Regions from separate parts of the Sus scrofa genome. Here region 1 is linked to region 2. A link is a contact called in public promoter capture Hi-C data. All regions are on one chromosome and are shown on one strand. The core of a region is the stretch at or near the end of the contact, and the rest is flanking DNA. Distances in the headings are between cores, read along the strand shown. Region 1 has its middle 500 kb from the start of SLC9A9. Region 2 holds the start of SLC9A9 (sodium/hydrogen exchanger 9).

Evidence for each region. Promoter capture Hi-C pulls out the DNA fragments that hold promoters and counts their contacts.
Region 1: a promoter capture Hi-C map of fetal liver shows a contact between it and region 2, with 5 times the contacts expected there. The contact joins the enhancer-like site here to the promoter of SLC9A9 in region 2. A contact is called at or near these places in 2 of 5 promoter capture datasets (fetal liver and liver), 11 of 47 Hi-C or Micro-C datasets (brain, embryonic fibroblasts, fetal heart ventricle and 5 more) and 2 of 2 datasets of contacts at active chromatin or transcription factors (alveolar macrophages and skeletal muscle).

Annotation. Positions count from the first base shown.
Region 1 is chr13:85,135,805-85,139,167 of Sscrofa11.1, forward strand. No RefSeq gene overlaps it. Among named protein-coding and RNA genes, the nearest start is that of SLC9A9, 500 kb to the left of the region's middle. Within about 2 kb of position 1,712, at least 2 of the 83 cell types and tissues checked have an H3K27ac peak or open chromatin away from gene starts, as enhancers often do. A contact at or near this core is called in fetal liver, where this site is marked.
Region 2 is chr13:84,635,102-84,638,137 of Sscrofa11.1, forward strand. It overlaps SLC9A9 (sodium/hydrogen exchanger 9), which reads right to left and starts at 1,777. Exons shown (of 19, transcript XM_021071131.1): 1 at 1,461-1,777. It overlaps C13H3orf58 (deleted in autism protein 1), which reads left to right. Exons shown (of 3, transcript XM_013982111.2): 1 at 1-531.

The DNA.
Region 1 (3,363 bases), core at 462-2,961, 500 kb after region 2:
AGGGGTGACAAAAAGGAGATGAGATTTGACTGAAGCACTTAAGTTCCCATTTTATTTTGGAACTGAGGTCTGTGCGTGGTAGCTCCAAATGTTTATCCTAAATAAAGGGAATTCACAGCCCTTGCTTATATTCGCAAGTTGACAATATCATTTGTATATGAAACTTGTATGTATGTATGTATATATATATATATATATACACACACACACACACGCACCCACATGCAGAGAAATATATATCACTCACTCACTGACATCTTTATACAAGCACATTTTCTTTAAGTACTTGAGTCTTTACACACACTCATATTGAATTTTCCTGTAATTTGATTTCTGATTAATACTCATAATACATGAGATTCAACATACAGACTTTTACACTGGTAACTGCATCTTCTTGCTTACAGAAATTTAAAGGCAGCAGTATTCAAAGAACTGATACCACTGTGGGATCAACCTTTGGAAGCACGTTTTTTTAAGAGATGAAAATATCTGACATAACTACACATGAGCCAAGAAAACATGTTACAAATTGGATTGCTTTTTCTACATGTTGCTTTAAGTTTGCTTAAGTCAAATCCACCGCATCAAAGACTGTGCAATAATATGGGCATTGTTTCCTTTGTAGATGATTAACTAGCCCAGCTTCTGAAAAGTAAGCTAATTGTTGTCTTGGATATTAAAGGTATGATGCCAAGAACCACAACAGTAACAACGGAAAGGTTTCGCAAAATCACAAAGGTACTAGGTACACAGGCAAATCTAATAGTCTGCTCTCATGATTTACTTTCAAAGCCTCCAATATCCAACCATTTGTGTAAACTCATATTGCAAATTCATAGATCTACCTTGCAAAGCATGTAGAAAAAGCCATTTAGAAAAAAAAAAATCACTCAGGTAAATTGTAATTACTATTCTGACTTTGGGGCAATAAACTCTTTCCCCAGACACTGCAGCAGATTTCATCAGTGAGGGCTCATTGCTCTTGGGGGCTGGAGAAGAGCAGTGCTGTTTGCGTGAGTTATTGAGGGGACATCTGCAAAGTGACAGATGTCTGGCGCCTGGGCAGTGCTGGGTAAGCTCATGTTTTGTTTATGAAGCAGCCTCTCTTAAAAAAAAAAAAAAAAAAAAGGCATTTCTTTTTACTCTTGTCTCAGCAGAGCCTAAAATCACCCTTCCCTTTAAGTGGTATGTGATTTATATATTAACCTGAGTAATTTGCCTCTTTTCTCTTTACTGCAAAAGTAATTCCAATAGACAAACTCCATGGACTAACTCCCCTTTCTGCAGCTTTGTTTACTCAATTCAAATAAAGTGTGTAGCGATGTGTATTTTTTAAAGGTCAGTTCTCAGGAAGATGAGGAGAGTTGGGATTCTAAATATATTTTCAGTACCTGAAACATCTGTTCTTCTCTTTCATTCCCCAAATTCAAACTAGACCCGAGGCCTTGTTTCTATGGCTTCAGCAGTTGTTGTCAGAGTTATTTCAACTACAAACAGACTTTTCAATTCTCTTGCTTTTGTGCAACCTCCATAGTTTTAAGCCTTATCTTGGGCTTTTCTTCTTCTTCTCTTTGATCCTGTGCCAGAAAAAATCTTAAAAGGCAAGGCGAATTTGTGGTGTTTGCTCATTTTTAGCTTTACAGTTCTAAGACAGAACTATCAGAAGCATCAGAAACCTTTGTCCTGGTCCAAGTGAAGCAATGGCTGCAGACACACACAGGACATGACCTATCCTCAGGGACTATGTATCGACGTGCTGCACACGTGTGCACTTTTTGATGTTATTGTTACGTTTCTACTGGTGAAACCTTCAAACTGGAAGAACATGTGGAGAGTGAGAAATATTACACAAATTAGAAAATACTTCTAAAAGACAGGGGAGTTCGGGCTTGTGCTCATGTTTGAAGGAGGCAAATGTTGATGCCTTTTTTGTCGAAGGTGTAAAATTCCTATAGAAACAGACAAAATATTTTATAGAGAGAATCTCTTTATGGAAAATTCCTGTGTAACTTCTTTTTTGGCAGTGTTTTAAAATTATCACTGAGGGTGTCAGGAATAACAAAGAAGAGAGTACTAGTTGGGTATATCTTACCCAATATATCATAGCCAGAAATGAGGTAAATTTGGAGGTAGCACTGTTTTGTTTGTTTTTTTCCCTGTTTTTGTATATATCATTGAGAATTTCTTTTGTCTTCTCCCTTTCCAAGAAGGTAGGGGAGCCAGGGAGTGTATTTCTTTGTATGAAAAATGTTAAATTAAGACTTAAATGAATTCATTGCTTCAGTCTTTTTAAGTAGAGGGCCAAAGTCTGAGCTCTGAGTTTGCCAAAAAAATGAAATAAATTAAATAAAACAAACAAACAAACAAACAGTGAGATCCTGGCAGGCCCAGTTTCAGAACTCCCACTTCTAGCATGTGACTGTCCAGCCTGAGAACAGACTGCCACCTGCTGCTGTGAGACAGAGGGGCACATGGTCTGCAGGATTCTGAGCATCTTCTCATAGGCCTCCAACTCACCACATCCTCACTAGGACATTAGTCCCATTCTGGCCTTCACTTCTCTAGAGATCATATTCAGAGAAGAGGAAAAAAAATTGAAAAGGAAAATATTGAAGGATAAAATACTATCTCTTAAGGAAGAAGAAAAGCAAGAGAATGTTTTCATTTCTAGAAAACTAAGCTGGGAATTCCCATCATGGCTCAGTGGAAACAAATCTGACTAGCATGGATTAGGATGCAGGTTCGATTCCTAGCCTCAATCAGTGGGTGAAGCATCCGGCATTGCTGTGAGCTGTGGTATAGGTCTCAGACGTGGTTTGGATCTGATGCTGTGGCTGTGTAGGCCAGCGGCTACAGCTCTGATTTGACCCATAGTCTGGGAACTTCCATATGCAGGGGGTGTGACCCTAAAAAGACAAAAAATAAAAAGAAAACTAACCTGAATAGAGAATAGAGAAATGGTTGAGTAATTCTGGAGAGCCCAGGGGACAGATACTCTTAGGTACAGAATAACAGGAATTGGTTTGAAACTGCAGCATAGGAACCATCTGCATAATAATGATCTAACAGCCAGGATAAACACAGCCTACAGACAACGCTTTGGGATAACTGTCCTTGTCAAGGAGATAATGTAATCTTCATATATTTGAAAAAAATTCAGTGCTAACTATGGCTTTAGTTAAGATTACAGCTTGAAGCTAAACTTTGGACTTCTTTGTTGATTTTCTTTTTTAGAGTTAAGAAGTTCTGCTACCCACTTGCACTATGATCCAAATCATGATTTTAAAAAACAAAAGGCTAAGTTAATCATATTTCAGTAGTGGAAAGGCAAAATGTTGAAATGATTTTTTTTCTTGTCCT
Region 2 (3,036 bases), core at 527-3,026:
GAACTGGCCGACCGGCGCTTCCTCCAGCTCAATAAGTGCCCGGCGTGCTTCGGTACGAGCTGGTGCCGCCGCTTCCTCAACGGGCAGGTGGTGTTCGAGGCGTGGGGCCGCCTGCGCCTGCTGGACTTCCTTAACGTGAAGAACGTCTACTTCGCGCAGTACGGCGAGCCCCGCGAGGGCGGCCGCCGCCGAGTGGTGCTCAAGCGCCTTGGCTCGCAGCGCGAGCTGGCGCAGCTCGACCAGAGCATCTGCAAGCGGGCCACCGGCCGGCCCCGCTGCGACCTGCTCCAGGCCATGCCCCGCACCGAGTTCGCGCGCCTCAACGGCGACGTGCGGCTGCTCACGCCCGAGGCGGTGGAGGGCTGGTCCGACCTGGTGCACTGCCCCTCGCAGCGTCTGCTCGACCGCCTGGTGCGCCGATACGCCGAGACCAAGGACTCGGGCAGTTTCCTGCTTCGCAACCTCAAGGACTCGGAGCGTATGCAGCTGCTGTTGACCCTGGCCTTCAACCCCGAGCCGCTGGTGCTACAGGTAGGCACGAAACCCCGGAGGGGGGCATCCTGCCCGGAGGGCCACCCAGGTTACGGGAGTCGGGAGCAGCGGCCCCGCCCGCACCGGTCCTCCTGTCAGGACCTGGCCCCCGGGGGGCCAGGCGGCGGGCTTGGGAAAGGAACGGCGCTGGGGACCCCCGGGCGCGGTGCGGGATCGTGGAGGGCGACCCAGCTGGTGGCGAGGCTTGCTCTTGTCACCTAGACGCGGGCGCATCTCGGTTCTGATTGCGGATCTTTCAACGCCAGAGGGAGCGCGTTTGGTCTGGTACGCTCCCAAAATGTCTCTCCGGCGAGTTTCCTTCGGCTCTCCTCCTTGCCTTTCTGCTTTGCTCGCCGGGCTTGCACTTCCTCGGCGCAGTCTGTTTAGGAAGACCTTAGTTCTTAAGTGTTTCTATACCGCTTTGCTTTCCCCTTTAGTACCCCTCGTGACTGGCTTAACTTCGGCCCCAAAGTCTCTTTGTTTTATCCCTTAGCTCATTCACCTGGCGAATCATTTGGGGTGGCAGATTTGGGGACAAACTCGGGAGGATGAGGTTAGAGTATGGAAACTGTGGTCCGGATGGGGCTAATCCCTGAGGCCTGCTTTAGGTGTTAGATTAGAAAGAGAAAAAAAAGTAAGGCGTCGTTGGACTTGGGGCTGCGAGGGTTTAAGGCCAAATCGGGCATTTTCATCCTGATCCTGTGACCTGCTCTGTTCATCTGGTAATTTGACTGCAGGAGGAGACGAAATGTTAGGCCAGGGCTGGAAATGGAGAGACTAGAGTCACCTTTCTCCTGTTTGACTTAGTGGCTCTCTCGTGACTTTATTTTGAAGACAAAGGAGCTTTTTCGGGGAGTAGGTTGGAATCTTTTTACTGGTGGTGACAGCTAAGAGGAAAACACCCCGCCCCCCAAAAAAACCCTGCTTACCTTGGGAAAAGTTACGGAGTTTATACACATTCCCACTCGTCTTTAATGCAGTGTCCTTGGATAGTGGTTGCAACTTTGGTGCTGTGATCTCTTATGATATTCCCAGGGAAAATAACCTTCCTTCTTTTCCATACCAGTTGTGCTGTATTGCCAATACAAAGGGGAAAGAATGACTTAAAATTAATCACAAGTAATTTGGTGTACTTCACAGCCTCTTTGCGCTGCTAAGAATGTCACTGGGAGATTTGTATTTTTTAAAATCTGAAGTGTGTGAATAGGAATGTGCAGAATTCAATGATACTGTTTGCTTTTCTCAAGTTCTCTGCTGCCCAACTTAGCTAAGAGAAATGAGCATAGTGTGATTAGTTCAGTCACATAATTTTAACGCAAATATTTTGCTTTGAAGAAAACTGTAATGTGGGTCCTGATAAATTTTAAAGCGTCTTAGGATGTACAGATTGTGTATAAAATGCTGCTCTCTTTAACGGTGTATGCAAAACTGGTTTAACTTCCCTCAGAGTAATTACTTTATTTCTTCCTTTCAAAACTAGTCAGCCTCTAAAGCTTAGGTCCATATTTATGATATATACATTTGATTTGACACTTTCTTTTTCTTTTTCTTTTTTTATTTAAGTTGCCTTTTCTCTTTGAGAAAGATGTTTGTGTTAGCAAGGTTGGTCCCTGGAGAAAGCTCTAGCAGTTTGGTTTGTTATATAGAGTGTGTCAAATTCTCTGGGACCTAAGAATTTAGTGAGGAGCTATCTTAGTGATACACATTTTCTGCACCTATAATAGTGGCTGCATATTGACACATTATCAGGTAATTCAGCTAATATTAGAACCAATATCTTTAGAGAGTTTTATATATCCAGTTCTATAAACATATGGCACTTTAAGGAACTTATAAGGAATTAAGGTATTTGATTTGTATGAAGGTAAATCTGCTTTATTTGGGAAGCTTATGTGTTTTTGAAATTTGAAGTATTAGCATCTTCAGTTTACTTTACAGTTGAGGTAGTAAAGTGAGCTTGTATCTTTTCTTATTAACTCTTCCCTTAAACTTTTTCTTTCTCTGTTTTCATCTTTAGTGATAAGCAACTTTAAAAAAGATCAGTAGTGGGAGGTGGGGGGATGTGCTGGGTTGTGGGATGGAAATCTGGTAAAATTGGATTGTGATGATCATTGTACAGCTATAAATAAAATAAATTCATTGAGAAAAAAGAAAATAGTAAAAAAAAAGATCAGTAGTATTTTGGTAATTGAAATTTACTGACGTAGTCGCTCTGCACTGGTGGCTAGGTGGATTATAGAGTATGAGTTTGTTTTTGGTATGTGAAGAAATATATGTATCAACATTGTTGACTGTGATATTTATAAATTGAATTTTTAATTTAGTCAACTCAGTTCTATAGCTGTTTACATGCTGTGTAAAATATAAATTTAAGATGTTTAGTACCAATCAGTCTTTGGTATGTTTATTATTATTATTTTTTTAACTGACAAACAAGCAAGTAGAATAAGAAGACTTTTTTAAGTAGAAGATCTTCATAGAGCTGCTACTTTCTTTATAGAACCA